2 separate regions of the Oryctolagus cuniculus genome follow, and region 1 is linked to region 2. Evidence: chromatin contacts called from public Micro-C data. All regions are on one chromosome and are shown on one strand. Each heading gives the region's core, a stretch centred on a gene start, on an enhancer-like site or on the middle of the called end of the contact. The rest is flanking DNA. Distances are from core to core; before and after follow the strand shown.

Region 1 (7,244 bases), core at 696-3,195, 600 kb before region 2:
GGAGGACGGAGGGGATAAATGTAAAACCACGACTCCAGAATAAAGGGCGGTGCATCTGCCCAGCACCCACGAGTTTAGGTTAGGTAGAAGAGAAGTAAGAAATCATCAGACACGACAAAGGAAATGAACCATTTTTCATGTTTCTCTACAAGAAAACATTCAGTATACTTCGCAAAAATTAAATTTGATATCTCAATGTACCTGAATAAGCAGTAAATGGATTTAAAAATTCCTAATGCCCATCATTCTCTACAACACAGAGCTGGGGGGATAGGATAAGGCATGCTTCCACATGAAATAAATGACTTGCTTCGGCTTTCTTTTATTAGACATCAGTGGAGGGCATCCTACACGTCTGTAAACAGATTCCAAGAGCGCCTGTTGTGTGTGTCCACTGGAAGGAATGGAAAGTCGTCATGAAGAAAGGCTCTTCTGCAGGGCACGCGTGTCATTCACGCCACTGGACTGGAGGGAACGGTTGCCGTGTTGACCTGAGAGGGGCGCTGTTGGCACACGAGAGCCCAGCACACGCATGAGCTCATCCGCCAGCCTCAGCAAGCCCCGCTTCCAGCCAGAAGCAGTCGTGTTGCAGCACCTCCGAGTCCACGACGCTGACAAGCTCAACAACTTGTTTTGTCTCTGGGAGCTCTTCTCTGGTGATTAACTGCTTCTGGTGAATACTAATTGTAGGAAGTGCAGTGTGGAGGAAGTCGTCTCCTGGCGTCTCTACCTGCAGCCTCGACTCTTCTTTGGATGGAGGAGGTACTAGGTGGAGCCACTGCAAACCAGAACCCAGCAAGACCACTCTCCTCCCACAGGGGAAGGAATTATCTCCTCCTTTTGAGTAGGGCGCAGCTTTCTGACAAGAAACCCCCTTTAATCTCTGGGTTCCGCTCCAAACAGAAGCACGAGAAAGTGGGTGTTGTAAAGCCTTCTAATAGTCACAGAGACAAATCTGCAACAGGAGTCTGTGAATTAGGGACCGATCAGTGTCCTCAATTCCCCACATTGTCAGTTCTTAGGAACTGCACCTCAGATTAAAATCTTCTCACTAGGGAGTCTATGAGAATTTGTTCTTGTGTTTTAGATTCTAAGTGCTTGTTAAACCACCAGTGCTGCAAAATTAGAGACCATTAAACAATATAAGGCAGCAAGTGATTAAATCTACCAAACACACATTGGAAGCAGCTTAAGCTACTTTTTAATTAAAAATAAAATATCATTGGCTAAACTCAGATGTCTTAGAAAAAGTTAGAAGGCTGTTCCAAATGCAGAGTGCTGCTGAGAAAGCCACAGGGGCCAGGGGGTGGGCTGGCCAGGGGGCTCCGCCTGGCCACCATGCCGAGCCCAGCGTGCCTCGGGGTTGACCCAGTTCAGGCAGTGGACAGTGTGTGGGAGGGCGAGGACGCTGGGCGGCTGCTGATGAAATGAGCAGCATGGGCCATGGCCTCCAAGGAGACAGGGCGTTCCAGCTTCCTGGCAGGGGGATGAGCTGAGGAACCGCACGGCACGAAGCTGAGGCGGCCGCAATGTATAGGTGGCCAGGGGAGACGTTAGCGCTATTTTTACACATTGCTTAAGCTCCCTGATAAACATTTCTTGAAATAATTATTAGCTTTTGGGGAAGGAAGCGTGGGGGCTCCTGAGTTAATGGGGTCACTGGAGATTGAAGGGACTTCTTACTGGTAAGTCTGAAGCAAATACCCAGTGCAGCTTTAAGTTGTCTCTACTTGTCTCAGTGTGGAGGGGCGAAAGGGCTTGGGGGCCCAGTTGGCTGCAGGCAGTAGGCCAGGGCTCACGGGCAGACTGCAGCCTGGGGGACACTGCTCACGCTCAGTCTTGATCCCCTTGACGCAGCACAAGAAAATTTACTGGGAAAAGCCTTCCCTCACCCACAGTTTCCGTATTCTAACTCACTTTCTCTCTCTCTCTCGAGAATATTTTTCCAAATATGCATTCTGCCTTCTGTGTCGATGTGATGAACTGACTGAGCTTTCAGACGCGGTCTTACCTAAAAAGCTCGCCCTGAAGTACAGCACAGGCACTTGGAAGCTACAGGAATATAAGACGTGATACTCGTATCGTATCACCGGCGACACTGCTGGCACCTCGGCAGCTTCGGCATCGTCCAAGGCCAGCTCCGCAGCTTCCTGGAAAAAAGCAAAATCAAAATGGTTTTTTTTTTTTTTCAGCCAAAAATGTACTAACTCAGAGATGGGAAAATTATATTTTCTTCTTGCAAAGTAACAGTTAAATAAATACTGGGCTATGAGGTAAGGAAAAGGGAGTTTCCCATATTAATGTTTAACATTTGAGTCTTGGGTAAATACTAAAACCAGAAAACATTAGCATTAAGTAATTCCAGATTGTTTTTGAGAAGACAAAGCAGCTCTGGCCAGAGAAACAGGAAGGGGGAAGAAAAGCAAAAAGATCTATTGCAACAGCAACTCTGAAAAATCTTTACTGTACAATTTTAGCAACAAGATGATGGCTGTGCATGCTACCTCCTCCCCTACCTGGGAAAGCTAAAAACATCCTAACAGTTGAACAAGAGCCTGTGAAACGTCCCTAAAGATTCTATTGTACTTGCCAAGAGATGATTCATTGTGTGCGGAACAATTCCCACTTCCATTTTGAATAAGAAAGCCATTCTGCAAAAGGTTGAGTTTGTTAGGTTATTTCAAACCCGGAGAAGCTTCTGTTTTCTCTGGTACATTTCCACAATAAATTCTGAGTTATTGCAAAAGTAGATGGCAAATATCAACGTCAAGTTAAACAGGGTTTTATAAGCAGAGATGGTGATAGTCCCATCACTTCTCACCTAATCCTTCTTCATGGTTGACTTTTCTGTGTGTGGGGAGGGCTGCTCATGCCTGCAGCTCAGTGTTCAGAGCACTTGGACACACTGAGTCACAGTCTGGTTCCATCCACATTCACGAATTTATATGCATTGAACAATTTCCTTTGGCATCGAATTAGCAGAAGGAATTAAGCAGGTTGGTTTGGTTCATTTCTACCTCAAAACAGTAATGATGACAGCAAAGAATCAAGAAGAACACTGGAAAAACTTCCAACTTCCTCCATAAGAAGCAAGGCTTCCAATGGAAATAAGCTAAGACCCAGATCCACATCTCTGTCTGTACTGATTCCCCACTCACAGCCAGTCCTCTGGGGAGATAGTTCAGTGGACCAATCATGACTGCAAATATTAACCAAAATACTGTCACTCAGCCCCAGTAAGGACTATCAATTAAACACAATGAATTAAATAACCAGGAAGAAGTCACTGGAATAAATATTCCAGATACAGAAAATCGATAAGACAGAAAGAAAGACTTTCTCTGTTTTTCAATAGATATGAGTCCATATATTGTTAAGCAGCTCTTTTAACTGAATCTTTCCTTTTAGTCAACAATTACATTACTTAGCATTTAATTTTTCTTTCTTAACATTATAAAATAATTATATCTTGGTGATAAAAAACAGAATTACAAACACGGCACAAGTACACAGAATAGAAACTGAGATGCTCCCCTCAGTCCCAGCATCCTCTCCCTCAGATTTGTAGCTATTTTTAACAGACCAGTGTTTACTTTTCCAGACTTTTATATTTTCTGGCACGCAAACATATACATACACATACACACCTCCTCCTCATGCTCCCCTGCTTGCATTAAATCATACAAAACATGAAGGGACTTCAAAATGTTTGGGGGAAAATGGAATTAAAAGATAAGCTTATGGCCGGCGCCGTGGCTCACTAGGCTAATCCTCTGCCTGCGGCGCCGGCACACCGGGTTCTAGTCCCGGTCGGGGTGCTGGATTCTGTCCCGGTTGCCCCTCTTCCAGTCCAGCTCTCTGCTATGGCCCGGGAGTGCAGTGGAGGATGGCCCAGGTGCTTGGGCCCTGCACCCCATGGGAGACCAGGAGAAGCACCTGGCTCCTGGCTTCGGATAAGCGCGGCGCGCCGGCCGCAGCGCGCTGGCCGCGGCGGCCATTGGAGGGTGAACCAACGGCAAAGGAAGACCTTTCTCTCTCTCTCTCTCTCTCTCACTGTCTAACTCTGCCTGTCAAAAAAAAAAAAAAAAAAAAGATAAGTTTATTTGGTACAAAAAGCTTCTCTGAAATCCATGTGTAGTTTTTTGATAGTTTGCATTTTCCATGAGCTTGTTGAAGCTCCCTTCAGGCCATCCCACCCCAGGGAGCCCCCTCTGTTAGGGTCTTCACTATATTATCCCACTGTGTGACTCGGCTGTCATCTTTTGATCACATTCCCAAATGGCTAGATATTCTTGGTTGATTATAATTTCCTGCTACTACAAATCATCCTGCAATGGATCTCTTAACACACCCTTGCATACACTCAATTCTATTTTTCTATGGCACAGCTGCCTAAAGGCAGAACCACTGTACCAAAGGATATGTGCATTTTAAATGCAAGAGACGGAGGTAGGCATTTGGAATAGTGATTAAGAGTTCACTCGGGATACCCACAGGACGTATCTGAGTGCCTGGGTTCAAGTTCTGTCTCCACTAGGCTCCCAACTTTGGCCTGGCCCAGCTGCACCTTTTGCAGGTGTTTGAGGAGTGACCCAGAGATGGAAGATCTCCATCTTTCTATCTGTCACTCTTTCAAACAAATGAACACATTTTTAATAGTATAAAATGTTAAATTCCCTTATTATACACCGAAACATGTTTTTAAATTAACACTTAGATCATTAATTCATTTGAATCTTGTTTTTGTGTACAGTGTGATGTAGGAATTTTTCCTAGATGATTTCTAATGGTCCATCTTTTCCCCATTGATTTTAAAAGTTATTATTACCATAAATTAGGGATATGTGTTTATTCTCTATTGGGCTGTTTCTCTTCTTGGACCATCACTGTGCAGTTCTTTTTTTTTTTTTTTTTTTTTTTTTGACAGGCAGAGTTAGACAGTGAGAGAGAGCGACCGAGAAAGGTCTTCCTTTTTCCGTTGGTTCACCCCCCAAATGGCTGCCATGGCTGGCGCGCTGCACTGATATGAAGCCAGGAGCCAGGTGGTTCCTCCAGGTCTCACACGCGGGTGCAGGACCCAAGCACTTGGGCCATCCTCCACCGCCTTCCCGGGCCACAGCAGAGAGCTGGCCTGGAAGAGGAGCAACCGGGACAGAATCCATTGCCCCAACTGGGACTAGAACCCGGTGTGCCGGCACCACAGGTGGAGGATTAGCCAAGTGAGCCGCGACGCTGGCCCACTGTGCAGTTCTTAAGTGCATACTGAATCTAAGGAACTGGGTCACCAATTTCTGCAGAAAATTGAGACCCAGTCTTGCCAGGGAGAATATGATTTTTTGCAAAGAATGTTTTCCACACAAACTCAAATTAAAAACCCAAGAATGTGCAGAGGTTGACACCACAGACTTGTAACTGGTGTTCAACTAAGCATGGATCCAGACTCTGAAGTAGTCAGGAGGCTCAAAAGTAGGGGAGGAGGGCAGACCAAGCTTCTTCAAGAGTTTGCTAGGGGCTGGCGCTGTGGCATAGCGAGTAAAGCTGCCGCCTGCGGTGCCAGCATCCCATATGGGCGCCAGTTCAAGTCCCAGCTACTCTACTTCTAATCCAGCTCTCTGCTGTGGCCTGGGAAAGCAGTAGAAGATGGCCCAAGTCCTTGGGCCCCTGCAACCTTGTGGGAAGACCCAGAGGAAGCTCCTGGCTCCTGGCTTTGGAAAGCGCAGCTCTGGCCATCGTGGCCAATTGGGGAGCCAACTAGTTGGTAGAAGACTTGTCTCTCTCTGCCTCTCCTTCTCTAACTCTTTCAAATAAAATAAATGAGGTGGGGGAGAGGGAGGAGGAGGGAGGGGGGGGATGGAGGGAGAGAGAGAAAGCAGTCCAGTCACTGCTTCCACTGACAGCTGAGTACCTCTGTGGGATGTGGGATCTGAAGGGCAGGAGTACTTCTCCTGTAAATGGGACTGCTCCTGCGACACCCAGTCTTATGCTAGGCAGCCGCCGGTGCAGAAAGGCATTTTTGCAGCCTTCACGTGGATTACGTGAGTATGAATCCCCGGCTTGTGTCTGCTGAGATCTTCCCATCGTTCAAAGTCACCTTTACGATACCCACGCAAACGTTCCCCTTGCAATGTGGAAATCAGACTCCCACAGATTTCTGCTTCCTTTTCCAGTTAAAAGTACCAGACAGTTTTGGAACGTCCAGAGACTTTAGTAGAGAGCTGAGAACCTTAGAAAGCAATATTTTCTATTTCAGCCTGCAGATGTTTCTATGGAGTCTGTTACAATACCACCTAGATGGGAGGAATTATGCTAAGTGCTAAAAGTCATTCCCAAAGGTTGCATACAATTCTATTTACACGACAGCTTTGAAATGATAAGATTTCCAAAATAAGGCACAGAAAACAGGTTAGTACTAGGTAGCTGTAGATTAGTGTTGCGTAGTGTTGGTCCATTTGTAAAAGGGCAACATGAGAACTCTTGGTGGTGACAGGACTGTTCTGTATTTTGGCTGTGGTGGTGCATATTCAAACCCACACAAGAGACTGAATTGTACAGAACCAAATACATACCCGAGTACAAGTCAAAGAGGGGAAATCTGAATAATATCAGCATATCGTATCAACATCATTATACCCTGGTTTCAAGAGGTTACCACTGGAGAAACTGGATAAAGGGTACATGGGGTCTTTCTGATTATTTCATGTTACCAGATGTTAACCTGTAGCTATCTCAAAAATTTCAATTAAAAAATGCACTGTGGCTCAGCACGTTAAAATCCCAGCCTGCAGCACTGTAACCACTATGGGCACCAGTTCCCGTCCTACTCCTGGCTGCTCCTTTTCCAATCCAGCTCCCTTCTGGCATACCTGGGAAAGCAGTGGAGGATGGCCCGAATTCTTAGGCCCCTGCACTCACATGGGAGACCTGGAAGAAGCTCCTGGTTCCTGGCTTCAGATCCACTCAGCTCCTGGCTATTTGGGGAGTGGGCCAACAGATGGAAGATTCCCCCACCCCTGTAACTCTTTCAAATAAATAAAACACTTTTTAAAAATGAAAAGCAAAGAGATGGGCATTTGAGGCTTGTTAAAAACTAAGTAAAATTTCTACGGCCTCAAGGTGCTGACAGTACAGCTTGCAGAGGCAGAGCCATGATGTGCACAAAGATGCTAATCTCTGGGACTTAAAAAAAAAAAAACACAGGAGAAGAATAAGTGGGTGGAATTGTTAAAGGGGCACAACTGGGCCCT
Region 2 (7,009 bases), core at 2,155-4,654:
TAAAGAAGTAGGTTGGGAGGAAACCAAATTCTTTTATCCTATAGATAGGTCAAGGTATCTGAACTCATGGTTTTTTAAAAACTGATTGATTGATTTGAAAAGTAGAGTTACAGAGAGAGTGGGAGACAGAGATGAAGAGAGAGATCATTCATCCACTGGTTTACTCTGCAAAGACTACAACAGCCAGGCTTGGTCTCCCACATTTGTGCAGGGACCCGAGTACTTGGGCCACCTTTTGCTGCTTTCCCAGGTGCATTAGTAGGGAGTAGATTGGAAGTGGGGCAGCCAAGACTCAAATCGGCATTCATATGGGATATCCCGCCAGTGTTGCAGGTGGCGGCTTATGCTACGCTACACCACCAGCCCCTAAACCCTACCTTTTCATCTCCACATGTTGTAGGGTGAACCTTCTCTCCTTCCATGTCTGCTGTCTCAACATCTTGGTAAGAATAGTTGAAACAGTTAATGGTGATAAATATTTGAGTTCTGCTGGATGCCTAGCACTGTGGTAGATATCTAAAAACAAGCTGATATACTAGGTACCTTTTTGAAGTTCACCGTTTAGCTGGTAAGATGCTATTTCAAAGCAAGTAACCATAATACAGCAAGATATGCGACAGGGTGAAATGTGAAGTTCTGAGATGACCCAGAAGAGAGCTGCTGAGTCTGCCTGGTTTGGAGAAGCTGTCCAGCAAGGCAGGCGAAAGCAGGGCCATCAGGAAAGTGGGAATGGTATACACAGAAGCAAAGCGGCAGCCAAGTGACCTCTGCACAGGTGTTGAGAGTACAGCGTCCGAAGGTGGAGGGCAGGGCAGGCTGGAGTACTGAACATGAAGCGGGAAGATACTCCATATCAGTGAGTGGAGGAAGCTCTTAAAGCAAATCCGAAGGCCGCCACACCCAGTGCTGGGGAAGGCAAAGTCGGGATATTATTGAAATAGTAAGTGAAATCCTAGTTGTCATCTAGAGATGAATTAGGGCGGTGGCAAAGGAGGTGAGGAGGTAGGGAGAGGATTCTAGGAAGAGGGGAAACAGCCTACGTAGCTAAAGGGATGGGGTGGGGCAGTTGGTGATGAGCTGGAGAGGGACCTTAGGGGGATTTGTAGGTTAGTCAAGAGTTAGAACTTGATCTTGAGGGCAGTATCAGCTGTTGAAGGGTTTAAGTAGGAGAGAGACATGTTCATATTTTCTTTTTTTACACATTTATTTATTTGAAAGAGTTACAGAGAGAGGAGGGGAGAGAGAGAGAGAGAGAGCTCTTCCATCCGCTGGCTTATTCCCCAAATGGCAGCAATGACCAGGGCTGGGCCAGGCAGAAGCCAGGAGCCAGGAGTTTCTTCCAGATCTCCCACATGGGTGCAGGGCCCCAAGCACTTGCTCTGTTGCTTTCCCAGGCTATTAGCTGAGAGCTGGATTGGAAGAGGAGCAGCTGGGACTCCAGCCGGCACCCATATGAATGCCAGTGCCACAGCACAGGCCCCATATTTGCATTTTTTAGAAAAAAGACCCTCAGGGCCGTTGCTGTGGCTCACTTGATTAATCCTCCACCTGTGGCGCCGACATCCCATATGGGCACCGGGTTCTAGTCCTGGTTGCTTCTCTTCCAGTCCAGCTCTCTGCTGTGGCCCGGGGGTGCAGTGGAGGATGGCCCAAGTGCTTGGGCCCTGCACCCGCATGGGAGACCAGGAGAAGCACCTGGCTCCTGGCTTCGGATCGGCGCAGCACCAGCCATAGCAGCCATTTAGGGAGTGCACCAATGGAAGGAAGATCTTTCTCTCTGTCTGTCTCTCACTGTCCAACTCTATCTGTCAAATAAATAAAAAAAAAAAAGAAAAGAAAAAAGACCCTCACACTAGCTGCAGTGCGCAGTCAGGGCTGCAGAAGGACAGGCCTCGAAGTAGGGAGACCGTTGGTGGTGGCTACAGTAGTGCAGGGAGAGGTAATGAGGTAATGACAGTGGCAGTGGGTGTAGAGTGATGTGAACAGATTGTGGAGAGAGAAACAAATGGGCAAGGCGTGAATAAAAGAATTCAAGGATAATATCCTGATTTCTGTTCTAATCTGGGCAGATGGAAGTATCATTTTCTGAGCTAGAGACTGCAAAATTGGGGCTGTGAGGCTCTGTGCAACCCCCACTTAAAGGTGTCTGTTAGGCTGCTGGACCTGCACATGTGCAGCCGAAGGTGGTGACCTAGACTAGAGCTGAAAATTGCAAGGGCATCATCACATCATCGTTACATCTAAATTACCCAGGGGGAAATGCAGCCTGAGCAGGTAAGAGGGTGAACCCCAGAACCACAAGTCACTGACATTTAAAAGATGAACAGGGGCTGGCGCTGTGGTATAATGGGTATACCTGTTATATACAGGGTATATATAGGTGGTATAACCTGCAGTGTCAGCATACCATACAGGCGCCGGTTCAAGTCCTGGCTGCTCCACTTCCAATCCAGCTCCCTACTATCGCCTGAGAAAGCAGTAGAAGGTGGCCTAAGTCCTTGGGTGCCTGCACCTACATGGGAAAGCTAGAAGAAGCTCCTAGCTCCTGACTTCAGATCCGCTCAGCTCCAGCCATTGTGGCCATCTGGGGAGTGAACCAGAGGATGGAAGACCTCTCTCTCTGCCTCTGCCTCTCTGTAACTCTACCTTTCAAAGAACTAAATAAATCTTAAAAAAAAAAAAAAAAAAAAAAAAAGGACAGAGACTGGATGCAGGGGTGTCAGCAGATTGGCTGTTGCTTGGTCAAGGTCAGATCTCTAGGTTAGAAAGGAAGAAAGTTCACAGTGGTGTGTGAGAAGCCGTGTGGAATCCACCAGACTGGTGGCAGAAGACAAGGAGCAGAACAATCAAGGTCGGGCTGAGGTTCCTACTTTGGGTCTCTGGAAACTTTGGTGTCTTTACACACATCAGGAGAGACCGGAGGTTTGAAAAGGTTTGGAATATGTTTAAGCCTTGCCATGTCCTTTTTACACAAGCAGACTATTTTATCTCATCCCAAATACCTTTTCCTGCCGTTCACCATTTAGGTATGTCCAGCTTCTCTAAAAATGCTTCTTGGAAATACTGAAACACTCAAACTGTAAAACTTAAAAAACGAACTATGATAATATTGTCTTCCCCTTGGTGATGTAGTGATGGATGGCTTCCTGCATTTCAGCCTGGGCTTCCTGCAGTGGCTGGACAGTCCATCCGTGTGGTTCTGGCATAAAGCATGTTAACAGAGAGTAGCTGTCTGCCAGGAGAACAGCAGCTTCCAATCCAGTTCAAAGAGACATTGGCTTCCAGGAGTAATGCAGATCCGGGGAATGGTGGTGCTGTCCTGTGTCAGCGTTCGTACACTGTAGCACCAAGGTCAGGCACAGTCCTGATGGTTAGTCCAGGGCCAGGCAAGGGAGACTGAGAGTCCCTGGGGAGGGGCTGCCTGGGACTTGTGCGAGTGAGCAGATTCCCAGGCTGGCCGGGATGGAGAGGCCACTGGGGGATGAGACCTCAGCAGTTCCCCCAGCCTCGGCTTCAGGACAGCCAGTAACTGCTGCAGGGCGGTGGCCTCCTGTTGCCCTTGACCTTTGGGGAGGGTGTGAGCATGTGTTTATGTTCTGCGTGAGGAAAGGCAAGGCTCCTTAGGAGAAGCTGGGATGGGGCCAAGCCAGAAAAGGATTGAGCCTGTCAGATTAAATGAGCAGATAAAAGCAAAGAATTTATAGATGGCCCTTCGAGAATGAGCTGCTCTAGTTCTGAACTCTGCATACTCTGGGCTCTCACTGCAAAAGATGGTGCAGGAGCTCCCCTAAAGGGGCACACACGCCCCTCTTGTTCCCAGTACCCTGCCCAGCAGCCCCTGTTTTCCACTGTAACGGAAGAATATTTCCCATACCCTGGACTTCAGTGCATTACAAACTCTGAGCTTGTAAATTCCTAACAGTTGTGTTTCAATAGCAATTAACTGGAACTCTAAGGTAAACACTTGTGATTAATATTTTATATGTGGCACCAGTTCACTCTGGAAGGCCATCTTTAGTGTCTATTTGTGGCATTGTTCCTACTTAAACGTTGATGGTTTTATTGAGATGAAAGAGCTTCAGTAGCTGTAGGAGACCGATTAAGTCCAAACCAGTCGTCTAGTTGGACATGCAAAAGAAAGTATCGGTTTAGTGAAAGTAAACCATTTAAATATGACTCAGCCATGGCTTTATCTAAAGGAGTGGTGTGTGTGAGGGACTCCATGCCTGCTCAGAGAAGAGCGGCCCCTGCCACGCGCCTGGTGGGGGACTCAGAGCCGCTCGGTTAAGCCGGGACTCTGGCTGCTTGGGATGGGTGCAGGGAACACAGCGAAGTGCTCATGGGTCTGGCCAGTGTCAGGCCGCTCCAGCAGAACAGAATGCGGGGAGTACGATGCTTGAAGGCACCGTGGTGTGGCAGTGCAGGTTGGCTGGTACTGTGTCATGATGTGAGAGTGTGCGTTGGTTGGAAGACCCCAAAAGTGAATCTGTACCCTAAATCTCCTGTCGCTCACCCAGAGCTGTACACAGAAGTTTCACTTTTTAGGCTAAGAAATTGAAAGTTTTTTTTTTTTTTAAGATATTATTAATTTATTTGAGAGGTAGAGTTACAAATAGAGGGAGAGACAGAGAGCAAGATCTTCCAACTGCTAGTTCACTCCCCAAACGGCCACAATGATCAGAGCTGGGCCGATCAGAGACAGAGACAAGGAGCCAGGAGCTTCTTCCAGGTCTCCCATGCAGGTGCAGAGGCCCAAGCATTTGGGCCATCTTCTACTGCTTTCCCAGGCCATAGCAGAGAGCTGGACTGGAAGAGGAGCAGCCGGGACACACACTGGCGTCCATTTGGGATGCTGGCACCGCAGGCGGAAGCTTATCGTACTGCACCACAGCGCTGACCCTGGAAGATTCTTTTTTTTTTTTTTTTTTTTTTTTTTTTTTTTTTTTTTTTTTTTTTTTTTGACAGGCAGAGTGGACAGTGAGAGAGAGAGACAGAGAGAAAGGTCTTCCTTTGCCGTTGGTTCACCCTCCAATGGCCGCCGCGGCCGGCGCGCTGCGGCCGGCGCACCGCGCTGATCTGATGGCAGGAGCCAGGAGCCAGGTGCTTTTCCTGGTCTCCCATGGGGTGCAGGGCCCAAGCACCTGGGCCATCCTCCACTGCACTCCCTGGCCACAGCAGAGAGCTGGACTGGAAGAGGGGCAACCGGGACTAGAACCCGGTGTGCCGGCGCCGCTAGGCGGAGGATTAGCCTAGTGAGCCGCGGCGCCGGCCTGGAAGATTCTTTTTAAAGATTAATTTTCTTTTATTTTGAAGCCAGGAGATTCATCTGAGTTTCCCACATGAGTGAAGGGGCCCAAGCACCTGGGGCCATCTGGTGCTGGTTTCCCAGGTGCATTGGCAAGGAGGTGGATTGGAAGTGGAGCTGTTGGCTCTTGAACTGGCGCCTATATGGGATGTTGTACTGCAGGCAGCGGCTTAGCTGCTGTGCCACAAGGCCAGCCCCAGAGATCTGAGTTGTATATTGAAAGCATCAGGCTGCTGTTGATTTGTTCTCGTAGTGTTCATACATGGGCAGAGGCCTTTGGTTCCAACAATTGTATTGAAAGAAACAGCAGTAGTCCTTAGACCAATTAGTTTCTTCCCACTTGCATATAGCAATCAAAATTCTTTAGTGATGTACACTAAACAAAGGAAAATTCTTAGGAATTGACTATTCCTTGCAGGACATCGATGCAGTGGGCACTTCCTGGGTTCTGAAGGGATGAAAGTGCTTCATTTTTTCCCCTCCTTTCTACCGCTAGAAAGCTGTTTTTTTGGTAAGAAAATTAGGCCTTATCACTGAGTAAACACATTAACATCTTTTAAATAAAAGCACAAAGCAATCTCTTAATAGATACTAATTTAACAATCTGAAACCACGCCTAATGCGGCATGCACTTGTAAATAGCGAATTGTAAACTCTGCGTAGACTTCCGTTCCTGTTCGCCGTGTGTTTTGTTAGGATTTTTGCCTTGATGCACTCAGTCTGGTCACTGGTGTAAACTGGTGACATGTTGATGTTGGGCTGAGATGTTAAGGCTTCGACATGCATAAGATCATAAAAACATATTGGAGACAAAGTCTACAAAGCAGTTTAGTTTCAGACCAGGGTGGTCATCTGTGTCTCAGAATCCCAAACTCTGGGACAGCAGAAAATACCGGTGCATCAGGTTTCCAAGCGGCATTAGGTTTGCAGACAGAATGGCAGCATTGAAATGGTAACACTGTCCCACCATCTAGTGGTGGCCTCTGGGCATGGCCACCGGCTCTGCTCTGTTTTCCCCAGGTTCTATTTTTAGCAAGACTGCACTGTAGCCAGCTGACCTAATGCTTTGACAGGGCAATAAGGCAGCAAGGAGAGAAAACAGTGAGACATTCCTCCTCTGCAAGGCTGTTACTGACTAGAGAGGGCTCAATAGGAGTGACATTCCTAGAGCAACCAGGACAAAACAAAGCTCCGAGTAACATGGTAGTCTTGATCTCTTAGGAGAGAAAGACTTAAGGCATAAAATAAAAGTAATTATTTAATCTAGCAGTTGAAGCTGAAAAGCAAGAAGTGCCTTGATGAGACCCCTTGACATGTTTCTGGGGAGCTGGTATTTATTCGGGAGTTAGGTCTTGATTTTTAAAACACCTTAGTATCTGCGTGACTGCTCTGTGATTCCGGCGCACACTTGCCGAGTGCACTCACTTGGTGAGCCGCAGCCCTGGCCCCGCAGTCCACGGGCCCCCTTCCCGCTCCTCGGGGACATCCTGTTGTCTGCACCTCCCACCGTGCGCCTGGGGTCTTTCCTGACCGGGACAGTTTCTGAAGGGAGTCTGGCCAAGTTCCCTGAGCCGGGAGGAACCCCCTCCTGCCTCCCAGAAAGCTGCCGAGATGCCCCTGAGATGTCAGGTCGCTCATTGGAGGAAGCAAGCGCTGGACCCCCGAGAGGAGTTCACGCAGTGAGCTGTCAGGTCTGCCCTCGGT

Evidence for each region. A called contact is a pair of places that touch in the nucleus more often than the background predicts.
Region 1: a contact with region 2 is called in a Micro-C map of ear pinna, with 10 times the contacts expected there. The contact joins two enhancer-like sites. A contact is called at or near these places in 4 of 6 Hi-C or Micro-C datasets (ear pinna, psoas muscle, skin fibroblasts and 1 more).

The regions. Positions count from the first base shown.
Region 1 is chr14:5,408,157-5,415,400 of mOryCun1.1, reverse strand. ATG10 (autophagy related 10) reads right to left here. Exons shown (of 7, transcript XM_070056382.1): 3 at 2,012-2,150. Among named protein-coding and RNA genes, the nearest start is that of RPS23, 120 kb to the left of the region's middle. Within about 2 kb of position 1,945, at least 3 of the 8 cell types and tissues checked have an H3K27ac peak or open chromatin away from gene starts, as enhancers often do.
Region 2 is chr14:4,813,101-4,820,109 of mOryCun1.1, reverse strand. The region is part of intron 5 of SSBP2 (single stranded DNA binding protein 2); the gene reads left to right. Among named protein-coding and RNA genes, the nearest start is that of ACOT12, 96 kb to the right of the region's middle. Within about 2 kb of position 3,404, at least 1 of the 8 cell types and tissues checked has an H3K27ac peak or open chromatin away from gene starts, as enhancers often do.